Regions from separate parts of the Pan troglodytes genome. Here region 2 is linked to region 1. Evidence: chromatin contacts called from public capture Hi-C data. All regions are on one chromosome and are shown on one strand. The core of a region is the stretch at or near the end of the contact, and the rest is flanking DNA. Distances in the headings are between cores, read along the strand shown.

Evidence for each region. Capture Hi-C pulls out chosen DNA fragments and counts their contacts.
Region 2: a capture Hi-C map of stem cell-derived neural stem cells shows a contact between it and region 1, with 6 times the contacts expected there. The contact joins two enhancer-like sites. A contact is called at or near these places in 4 of 7 Hi-C or Micro-C datasets (blood, induced pluripotent stem cells and stem cell-derived neural progenitor cells) and 1 of 1 other capture datasets (stem cell-derived neural stem cells).

Annotation. Positions count from the first base shown.
Region 1 is chr23:47,439,931-47,445,544 of NHGRI_mPanTro3-v2.0_pri, forward strand. No RefSeq gene overlaps it. Among named protein-coding and RNA genes, the nearest start is that of SMC1B, 36 kb to the left of the region's middle. Within about 2 kb of position 2,246, at least 1 of the 24 cell types and tissues checked has an H3K27ac peak or open chromatin away from gene starts, as enhancers often do. A contact at or near this core is called in stem cell-derived neural stem cells, where this site is marked.
Region 2 is chr23:47,540,341-47,545,954 of NHGRI_mPanTro3-v2.0_pri, forward strand. It overlaps FBLN1 (fibulin 1), which reads left to right. Exons shown (of 17, transcript XM_016939387.4): 14 at 482-605. Among named protein-coding and RNA genes, the nearest start is that of FBLN1, 50 kb to the left of the region's middle. Within about 2 kb of position 3,106, at least 3 of the 24 cell types and tissues checked have an H3K27ac peak or open chromatin away from gene starts, as enhancers often do. A contact at or near this core is called in stem cell-derived neural stem cells, where this site is marked.

The DNA of each region.
Region 1 (5,614 bases), core at 996-3,495:
AGCTGAGATTGCACCTTTGCACTCCAGCCTGGGCAACAAGAGCAAAACTCCGTCTCAAAAAAAAAAAAAAAAAAAAAAAAAAACCTGCAGGAGGCTACAAGAAGTGTTACCAGTTTCATATCCCCAATGAGGATGAGGAATGTGAACACAAAGTACCTAAGACAAGTCTCAATCCATTTAGAAAGTTTATTTTGTACCTGGGCTTGGTGGCTCGTGCCTGTAATCCCAGCACTTTGGGAGGCTGAGGCAGGCAGATCACCTGAGGTTAGGAGTTCAAGACCAGCCTGGCCAACATGGTGAAACCTCGTCTCTACTAAAAAGACAAAATTAGCTGGGCATGGTGGCAGGTGCCTGTAGTCCCAGCTACTTGGGAGGCTGAGGCAGGAGAATCACTTGAACCTGGGAGGCAGAGGTTGCAGTGAGCCAAGATCACGCCACTGCACTCCAGCCTGGGCAACAAGAGCGAAACTCTGTCTCCCAAAAAAAAAAAAAGGAAAGAAAGTTTATTTTGCCAAGGTTAAGGACGTGTCTGTGACACAGCCTCAGGAGGTCCTGCTGACATGTGCCCAAGGAGGTTGTGGTATAGTTTGCTTTTACACATTTTTGGGAGACATGAGGCATGAATCAATATGTGTAAGATGTACATTGCTTCAGTTTGGAAACGCAGGACAACTGGAAGCAGGGATTTCCAGGTCATAGGCATATGAAAGATAAATGGGTGCATCCTTTTGAGTCTTTGATCAGCCTTTCACTGAATACACTATTTCCACGTGAGCAGAGGGTAGAGGAGTAGTCCTGTGTGCCCTAGTCTGGCTCAGTGAATCTGCATTTTCACATAAACAATAGGGCAGAGGAAGCAATCAAGCAATCATATATGCATTTGTCTCAGGTGGGCAGAGGCCTGATGGTGAGTTCTGTCCTTTGTCCCACATCTGTGAAGATAAGCTATCAATTTACATTGCCAGGGTGAAATTCAACAGAACTGTTTTAGGGTAAAGATCCTGAGGCCCACAAGGAATTTCCTTGTGGGCAAATTGGGAGGGAGGTATGCAGCTTGTTTATCTTTGTAGCTATCTTATCTAGGAAGAAAATGGGAGGCAAGGTTTGCCTGATGCAGTTCCCAGCTTGACTTTTCCACTTGACTTTGCGATTTTGGACTCCTGCGATTTTCCTTTCGCAAGAACTAAGGGCTAGAGAGGGGAACTCACTTTCCCAAGGTCCCAGAGCCAGTTCAAGATGGAGCCAGGAATTGTGCCCAGTTCTAAAGTCCCAGCTACCTCTGACAGAATGCCTGCAAGGAGACAGTCAGCAGAGCTCTAGGAGGGGAAGACAGGTGACAACACTCTAGTGTATTTCTCTTGCTTGACCTCTGCTGTGAGTTCCAGGCTTGGTACCCAAATGTCGACTTGATAGCTTTACTGGGATGTCTAACAAGCAGGCAGTCAACATGAAGGCATCTGAACAGAACTGGTTTCCCTCTACCCACACCTGTCCCTCCAAAGTCTTCCATGTCTTAGGCTATGGAAACCCCAATGCTTCCAATTGCTCAGGCCAGAGAGTTTGGATCCATCGTTGGGCTCTCTCTCTCTCAATCCATCAGCAAATCCTGTTGGTAAGACTTCAAAATATAAAACAAATCTGGCCAGCCACGGTGGCTCATGCCTGTAATCCCAACACTTTGGGAGGCCGAGGTGGGTGGATCATCTGAGGTCAGGAGTTCGAGACCAGCCTGGCCAACACAGTGAAACCCCATCTCTACTAAAAATACAAAAAAAAAAAAAAAAAAAATTAGGTGGGCATGGTGGCTGGCACCTGTAATCCCAACTACTCGGGAGGCTGAGCCAGGAGAATTGCTTGAACCTGGGAGACAGAGGTTGCAGTGAGCCGAGATCATGCCATATTTGTTGCATGAATTGGTGAACTGCGGGCGTGAGTTTCACAGCCTGAGCCTGAACACCCAGGGTTCAGGCATACTGAGGACAGGTCTAGACAGCAAGGAATGTGGATCCTCCAGAGACCTCTTTGTGTGATGATGGAGGAGCTGCCCGGAAAATCTCATCCTAGGGGCAGTGACAGTCCAGGCACACAGACGTACGTGTCCTAGTTATAATGGAGTGATTGATAATGAAGAGAGCTGGGGCTTAGCTCTGTGGGGTCTGTTGGAGGTCTGGGGGAGGGCACTGGAATCCAAAGTCTAGTATCTCTGTGAGCCCTAGGGGGCACAGGCAGCGTGACCCCACAGTGGCACCCAAATCATGGCCCAGGCTGTCGGAGAGCGTGATCAGCCAAGCCTGGACACCAGGAAAGTGGCACTACCTCCCGGCGGTGGAGAGGCCATGTCAAGAGGCCGGAACAACATGGTCTGAATCACACCCAACCTCATGCTCATAGTGCAGCACTTCTAAGCAATGCATTAGTGCTGCATCCCTCTCTTCCCTGGGTTCAGAGGTGAGAGGACATGGCTTCTGCTGCAGAGAACTCATGCTCTGGAAGTCAAGGCTGCCGTGAGCTGTGACGGCACCACTGCACTCCAACCTGGGCAACAGAGTGAGAACCTCTCTTAAAAAACAAAAAAAACCAAATGAACATGTAAAATGTGTGTTTATCAAGAGCCCACAACAATATTCCCAAAGTTCTGATCCTGGGCTTCTGCAGCAATGAAGTCCTGGCTATGCACGGCGGCTCACGCCTGGAATCTCAGCACTTTGGGAGGCTGAGGCAGGCAGAATACGAGGTCAGGAGTTCGAGACCAGCCTGGCCAACATGGCGAAACTCCATCTCTACTAAAAATACAAAAATTAGCCGGACATGGTGGTGGGTGCCTGTAGCCCCAGCTACTCAGGAGGCTGAGGCAGGAGAATCGCTTGAACCCGGGAGGTGGAGGTTGCAGTGAGCCGACACGCGCCACTGCACTCCAGCCGAGGCAACAGAGTGAGACTCTGCTTCAAGAAAGAAAAAGGAAAAAAGATTGACACCTTTGGAGGGTTTTGAGCAAAGAGTGATTGGACTTCCATGCTGGAATGACCTGTCTGGCTTCTGGGATGAGACGAGAGTGTAAGAAGGCAAGGATGGATGAAAGAGACCAGAGAGGACAGGGCCGTGGTAATTATCCAGGTAGGAGACAGCAGTGGCTCAGACCCGGATGGGCAGCAGAGATGGTGAGAAGTGATTCGCTACTGCACAAATGTAAAGATGTAGCAAAGAAACCTGCCAACAGATCAGACGTGGGGTGTGAACATGGGTCAAGGATGATTCCAAGGTTTTTGGACTTGGCAATTATTTAAATAGAGTTGTGGTTACAAAAATGGATGTCTTATTTCAAAAGGATCTCTTGGGCTGAGCTCACCAAGCAGGGACAGGCACTGGACATTGGAGTTAATCCTTCTCCAGCCCCTTCGGTCCTGGTCGTCCAGTGGAGGAGACACGAGGCAGCAGATGGTTTAACCAATCAGGTGGGGCAGGGCTGTAAGGACAGAGAGACCTGGTGGAAGTGAGGAGCGGAAATAGACTGCACCTGTGGCCTTGTTTCTTCTTCTGGGACACATATTTTAGGAAGGACATTGACACATGGATGCATTAAACAAGATCCAGGGCCGGGCGCAGTGGCTCACGCATGTAACCCTAGTACTTTGGGAGGCCGATGCAGGTGGATTGCCTGAGGTCAGGAGTTAGAGACCACCTTGGGCAACATGGTGAAACCCTGTCTCTCCTAAAATACAAAAGAAAAAAAAATTTAGCCAGACGTGGTGGTGCGCGCCTATAATCCCAGCTACTTGGGAGGCTGAGGCAGGAGAATCTCTTGAACCCGGGGGTCACAGGTTGCAGTGAACCGAGATCGTACCACTGCACTCCAGCCTGGGCGACAGAGTGAGACTCCATCTCAAAAAAAAATAAATAAATAAAGATCCAGTGATAAGTCTAATAACTACCCTAATTTTGAAGTACAGCTGGCCATTATTTAGTGCGGAAATGGTCACAGGTGCTGCTAATCTTCCCCTGGAATGTTCTGTACCTTCATCATGGGAAGAAGTACCGCATTCGGGGACGGGCTGGTTGGAATAAAGGAGCAAGTTTCCACTGGCCGGGCGCGGTGGCTCACGCGGATTACAACGTCAGGAGTTCGAGACCAGCCTGGCCAATATGGTGAAACCCTGTCTCTACTAAAAATACAAAAAAAAAAATTAGCCAGGCGTGGTGGCGGATGCCTGTAGTCCCAGCTACTCGGGAGGCTGAGGCAGGAGAATCGCTTGAACCCGGGAGGCGGAGGTTGTAGTGAGCCGAGATCAGGCCACTGCATTCCAGCCTGGGAGACAGAGCAAGACTCTGTCTCAAAAAAAAAAAAAAAAAAAAAAAAGCAAGTTTCCCCCATTCTATTTCATTATTTCATGGGTTCCCTTCTCCTCCAGCTTCTCCATGGATCTCTTGGGAATCTGTGGACTCAACTCAAGAAATCCTGTATTGGCCGGGGCAGTGGTTCATGCCTGTAATTCCAACACTTAAAAAAATTTTTGTCAAGCCAGGCATGGTGGCTCATGCCTGTAATCCCAGCAATTTGGGAGGCTGAGGTGGGAAGATCACAAGATCAGAAGTTCAAGACCAGCCTGGCCAACATGGTGAAACCCTGTCTCTACTAAAATAGAAAAATTAGCCAGGTGCAGTGGCTCATGCCTGTAATCTCAGCACTTTGGGAGGCCGAGGTGCTCAGATCACCTGAGGTCAGGAGTTTGAGACCAGCCTGGCCAATATGGTGAAATCCCATCTCTACTAAAAAATACAAAATATAGCCGGCTGTGGTGGCGTGTGCCTGTACTCCCAGCTACTCGGGAGGCTGAGGCAGGAGAATCGCTTGAACCTGGGAGGCAGATGTTGCAGTGAGCCAAGATTGCACTACTACTGCCCTCTCACCTGGGCGACAGAGTGAGACTCCATCTAAAAAAAAAAAAAATTTTTTTTTCAAATATTAAAAAAAAAGGAACCCTGAATTACACCCATTTTGCTGATGAGTTGAATAAAACGAGGCTCAGGTAGGTGAAGAGACTTGCTCAAGACCATGTAGTCCTGAGCTGGATGGGAATCCAGGCTGCGTGGCCACAAAGCCCACTTCAGACTCCTGCCCTCCATCTGTAAATTGGAGATCACCCGGCTTACCTGGCTCGGCTGCTGTGAGAATTTGGTGCAATGTGTGTGCAAAGGCCCAGTCCATGGGAAGGGCTCCATCAGCAGCCACTCCTGGGATCCTGGGATAGCCGGATGAGATGGAGGCCAGACAGAAAGAATGGGCTCTGGGCGCTTGCCCTGTGGCTGTCAGCGGCCTGGATGATTTGAGGCTGTTTTTGAAGAGCCCAGCCCTCCCTCAGGCTGTAAGTTGGCAAGTTGAGTCCCAGGCCCAGCCGGTGGCCTGGGGCCAGCTGGGTGGGGCAGGGAGCTGGCTGGTCACTGAGGCACCAAGCAGGGAGGAAGAGAGAGGCTCCCCCAACCTTGACCCAACCCCGCCTTGCAAGCAAGCCCCAGAGGAGGGAAAGAATGGACTCGATCTCTCGACTCCTTTTATGTGGCCATGTGCACAAGATGAATGGCCGGGGAGCTGTCAGGAGGAAGGCCTCGGCCTCTGGAT
Region 2 (5,614 bases), core at 1,856-4,355, 100 kb after region 1:
CTCGGGAGCCACAGAGAGGCTCTGGTTAGTTAGTGTATGGACTCTGATGCCAGCCTGCCCGGGTTCAAAGCTCAGCTCTGACATTTATAAAATGTGTGACCTCAGGCAGGTCTCTTAAGCTCTGTGAGCTCCTCATAAAATGAGGATCATAACAGTATCTGCCTCACTGAGTTCTTAGGAGGATTCAGTGACTTATCCTTGCGAGGCACTCCCAGGACCCATCATGTAGTGTTTACTTTTACCATCGTCACGCTCCCTCCAGGGATTGCGAATGATAAGTTAACACTCTATAAATGTAAATACCCTATAAATGTAAGAACTGGCACAGGACGCTGCTCTGAAGATCAGCCAGTGGAGGGCAGGGATGGCCTGATCGCCACCCCTAACCCTAGTTGATGGGAGGCCTGGGCTCCTCCATCTCCAGATGGGGATGGCTCCTGCAGCCTCTGCCTTCACTGTGCTGCTGTGGGGTCTCTTGCAGACATTGATGAGTGTGTGACTGGCATCCACAACTGCTCCATCAATGAGACCTGCTTCAACATCCAGGGTGGCTTCCGCTGCCTGGCCTTCGAGTGCCCTGAGAACTACCGCCGCTCCGCAGCCACGTAAGTCCCTTGGACCATGCCATCGTCGTCTGTCTGTGTTGGCCTTCCTGGTGACCCAGTTCCCGGGTGGGTGGGTTATCAGGCTGTGACCTCGGTGTCCTCCCATGAGGGACTCAGGGCACTCAAAGATCACCTGATCCCTGGCCCTCAAGCCCCTAAATGCTAGTGACACTGGTCTCAGAAAGTCAAGGGAGTAACTGCAAATGAGTCTGGGGTCTATAGTCATGTTTTCAGGCCAAGGCTGTGCACAGAACCAGGCAGAAACCACAGCCCTCTTTTTTCCTAGGGTGGAAGCCTTGGGCAAGCTCTCTGGGCCTCAGTTTCCTCATCTGTAACATGCAGATGTCAGAACGTACTCTGACTTAGATGCATAGGTAGCAGTGTCTCCATGTCAGCCCAGAGCCAGGGAGCTGATGTGACCTGTTGGACGTTGTTGTTAGGTGCCCATCTGAAAGCCAGAATTCGTCCAGCCTGGTGACTGTGGGAACAGCATCAAAGATTCCACATCCTAAACGTGGGGCTGCGTGCCCCTATGTCTTTGTAAGCTCACTCACTCCTAGGCCATCATGGCGCCCACTTGAGACCACGGTTCCCACTTCCTATCCCCCTTGCCCCTAATTGTATTCAGAACGTCTCATTTAGTGCCACAGTCAGTTGCTTCAGGAAAAGCTCCATGCTGGGACCGATCTCAGGACTGTGGACTTGTGACCTCTCCCAGCACTCTGAGTGCACGATGCAGGCAGCCAACTGTTTCCGAGGCCTTGGCCCCTTGACCTTCAGCCTGCCTTGGGCTCTTGGCCAGCTGCCCCCGCGACCTGAGGGTCAGTGGTAGTGTCCACCGCTTGACCCTAGGGGCAGCTGCCCTGGCTTGTGGCATAGCAAGGCTTCTGGGTCCCCGAGCAGCCCCGTTGTCCCTGGCAGCCCTCCATATTCTTCCTGGCTTTGGGATTCTCATTGGCTGGCCCAGCCATTTCCCTGTTTCCCAGCACGGATTTCTGTCTGCTTGAAAACCCAACATCTTGTTTCCTTCCTGAGCTTGGGTTAGGAAAAAGCTGCCCCAAAACTGGGTTTGCAAGTCTGTAGCATCCCGAAGAACTCATGGTTATGCAACAGCCTGGCAGGCAGTGACAGTGCTTCTCTGAGCCATTAAGAAAGTTCCATGGCCTTGGCTGCAGGCTGTGCAGCCGTCTGTCATTGTAAGTTCACTCTCTCCCCAGCCTTTGTCAGCGCCTGGGCTTGAGGATTCCGGGAGGCTGGCTGTGGTTGTGACCTCGATTTCTAACTTGCACACAGTCGTGAAACCACCTTTCGAAGAGGGGGAGGCTGCCCTGCACAGGGGCCCTGGCGCCCCCTAAGCCTGAGGGTGGGCAGGTTGGCCATGTGTGCTGAGGTCATGGCTGAAATCAGCAGAACCCAGCTCCACCCCTCCTGTTGGCTGTGGAAGCCTCTGCCACCCCTCAGTGCTGGAGAAAGTCATTTCTTCCTGGACCTACTGCGTGCAGGCACCTGGGTAGACAGCCCACAGAGGGCTTCGTCCCCGCACTGGCTCCGCCTTCGGCGTGTGTGCTAGGAGGGAGGAGGGGCCCCCCACCTGGCTGGGCGTGAGGGTGGGCAGGGGGCTGTCTGGAGTGGGCCATGCCTGCATGGAGGTGGAAGGGGGAGCGAATTAGGCAGAAGCGGCGGGAGTATGGACACATGTGCGGTGAAATAGGGAGTTCAGCCTGAAACCTGGGCCCTGTGTGCTGTGCAGTAAGGGATTGAGCTGCTGGGCCCCTGGCTTGTTCCAGCCCTTGGACTCCCGGGACTGATAGTGAGGAGGGGCCACCCCCTCTCAGCACTGCTAACCCCTCAGACTGGAGTTTTGTATTTTACAGCCCCTTTTCCTGCTCATCAAAAATCCAAGCTGCTTAACACGTTTTTTCATCTAAGCTTCAGAAAGCAATTTTTAAAATCTAAAAGAGCCATATTTAGGAGGGACCCATGGCCGGCGCTTCTGTGGTTAACAACTCAGCAAGAGCGCCTCCTTCGGGAGCCTTGACAGACAGGACTGCAGAGTCCGCTGCTGTGGCTTTCTCTCTCTCTCCACTCACACGGCTTCCATCTGGGGAACATCCCGGCGGCCGAGGGCTGGTAACTGGAGCATGACCCAGGAAGCTGGGCCGCAAACCACAGGGCTCGGCCTTGTGGACAGGACCAGGCTGTTACAGTCCTGCCCACACAATTCCCTTCTGCCCGCAGGAGGAAGTGTGCAAAGCTGTCCCACAGCCTTTCATGGGGCCGGACACATCCTCTTTATCCCCTCAGTGGGGCCGGCGCCTGATGGCCTGTGGTCTAGAAAGCTGGAGCAAAGCCGGGTGGCCTTGGTTGCCGCTTCCCGGGGATGGGACACGAGTGAACAGCTGTGGGCCTGAGGGTGTAACACGGTGGACGGTGGCAGAGATAGAGCCGTCGATGGCCCCCCTGCCTTGGCCAGTTCCTGGAGCTTGTCTCCCGGACGACGAGCATGTGAAAGCCAGGAAAATGCCGGCAGGGATATCCACAAGCACCTGGGGTGGCCAGAACTGCCGTGGCTCCCAGGAGAAGGAGGGGGCCTAGAGGGCCTTTTTTCTCTGGTGTGTGGTGGCTTAGGATCATTTCCATAGAGCTTGAGGTGTTAGGGTCAAACGTGTTGAACTGGCAAGTTGGAGCACATTGTCCTCTAACGCATGACATGGCCCAGGATGCGTGGCCTGCTGAGGGGACATGTCTGGAAACCAGGGCCTGCGTGGCAGGGGGGGACGGGGCGGGCTCGCCTATGCCCTGCTCTGTAATACATTCAGTGATGACAACCCGTCCCTGACCTAGACACACTGGCTAAAAGGGATTTTTGGGCCGTTCCCAGTCTGACAGGCAGTTTGCCAGACAGTTATGTTTCTGGTGTTTTAAAAAGTTTGAGTAGAGCGAAGTAGGATCATTGAAGCCAGGACTTACCAGGAAAATCAAGGACATGTTTATTTTTGTGCATTAGTCATTTGCAAAGCACATAGCGGGTGCCCCAGGCCCTGCTCTTTGTCCAGAAGGAGCCAGCCCAGAAACTCCTAGTGTGGAGAAGGTTTTGGGGTGCTCTGAGGAATGACTGTGTGGGGTCGGAGGGGGAGCCGCCAGGGGAGGAGTGACCAGTCGCTGTGTGTGATGACGGCGGGAGCTGCACCAGAACACCACGCACACCTCCCATTGCTTTCCTCCAGCGTGCTGGGTGAACGCTTCCCTCTGGCAAAACAAATTCCATCCCTGGTTAGTACCCGCCATGCTGAGAGAAGCGCCATGCTGAGAGAAGCGGGAAGCCGAAATCCCACCAGGGCGACTCTAGCGCCACCTGCTGACCAGCCCCATCCAGGCTGGCCCTGAAGTTGCTGGTGTGTGTGCGTGTGCGCGTGCTTGTGTGTGTGCATACATTGTGTGTGTAAAAGCTTTGAAGTAAGACAGGCCGACTTTGAAAGCCAAGCTTGCCCCTTACTACACACCACGGAGCTATAAGCAAGTTCTGCGTCCTCAATGGGCGTCTGTCTTCCAGCCAGTAGAGCGGGAGGACGATGGGAGACAGTGGAGGGAGCGAGTGGAAGGAAAGCCTGCTGCTTGCAGCCTGCTCCCTGCACCCGGAAGCGCAGTTCACCTGCACCCGGAAGCACAGCTCATGGGTCCCACGCTCCTCCCCCAGTTCACGGACGCTTTGGTCGCAGCTCCTCAGAGGCCCCCCTGGGGGAGAGCTCTCAGATCGCCTGGAGCACTCCCGTTTGGCCTGGACCTGGGCGTCTCTGGGGCAGGCCACCACCAGCAGCACCCGTGCCCACCTTCTTTCCTGCCTCTGTTTTGGGCCCCTCCCAGGCAGGACTCCCCCGTTCAGTGCCCCTGACTCCCAGGCCAGTCCTTTCTAAGAGCTTGGAATGATCACTAGCCCAGTAAATGCAAGGCCTCCTGTCAGTCCTGACAAACCTGGAAAGAGGAGGTAAAAGGAGACCCCAGTCTCAATAAATGCCTCAAGCAAGTCCAAGTAACCCAGCACGAGACATGGAAACTTAAAAAGCCAAAAGGGAGATGTGATAGAAGGCCAGGACGAGAGGATGCTCCTGACCTCAGAATCCAGACACAGCCCAGATGGCAGGGCTTCCTGGAGCACCTGGGCCAGGTCCTCTGGGGCTCCGCACCTGGGCCCTGCTTCCTCAGGCAGCCACCTTCAGAGTATGATGGGCCAGGAGTTCAGTACACAGGAGACGACCCCTGTCCCATCTTGTGACAAGAAATTAGAACTTGTTACTATCCTGTAGCGGAAGATAATACCCATCTCCATCCTGTCACAGGAAGTTAGAATCTGTAACAGGAAGTTGGAATCTGTGCTCATCCTTTACAGGAAGTTAGGACCTGTCCCCATCTCCACCACAGGAAGTTAGGACCCGTCCCCGTCTCCACCGCAGGAAGTTAGGACCCGTCCCCGTCTCCACCGCAGGAAGTTAGGACCCGTCTCTGTCTCCACCGCAGGAAGTTAGGACCCGTCCCATCTCCACCGCAGGAAGTTAGGACCCGTCCCCGTCTCCACCGCAGGAGGTTAGGACCCGTCCCCGTCTCCACCCCAGGAGGTTGGGACCCGTCTCTGTCTCCACCACAAGAAGTTTGGACCTGTATTAGGGTTCTCTAGAGGGACAGAACTAATGGAATATACATATATATATATAAAATGGAATATATATATATATAATGGAATATATATATGGAATATATATATATAAAGGGGAGTTTATTAAGGATTAACTCACATGATCACAAGGCCCCACAATAGGCCATCTCCAGGCTGAGGAACAAGGACAGCAGTCTGAGTCCCAAAAACGAAGAAAAAATGAGTCCAATGTTTGAGGGCAGGAAGCATCCAGCACAGGAGAAAGATGCAGGCTGGGAGGCTAGGCCAGTCTCTCTTTTCACGTTTTTCTGCCTGCTTATGCTGTAGCCGTGCTGGCAGCTGATTAGTTGGTGCCCAC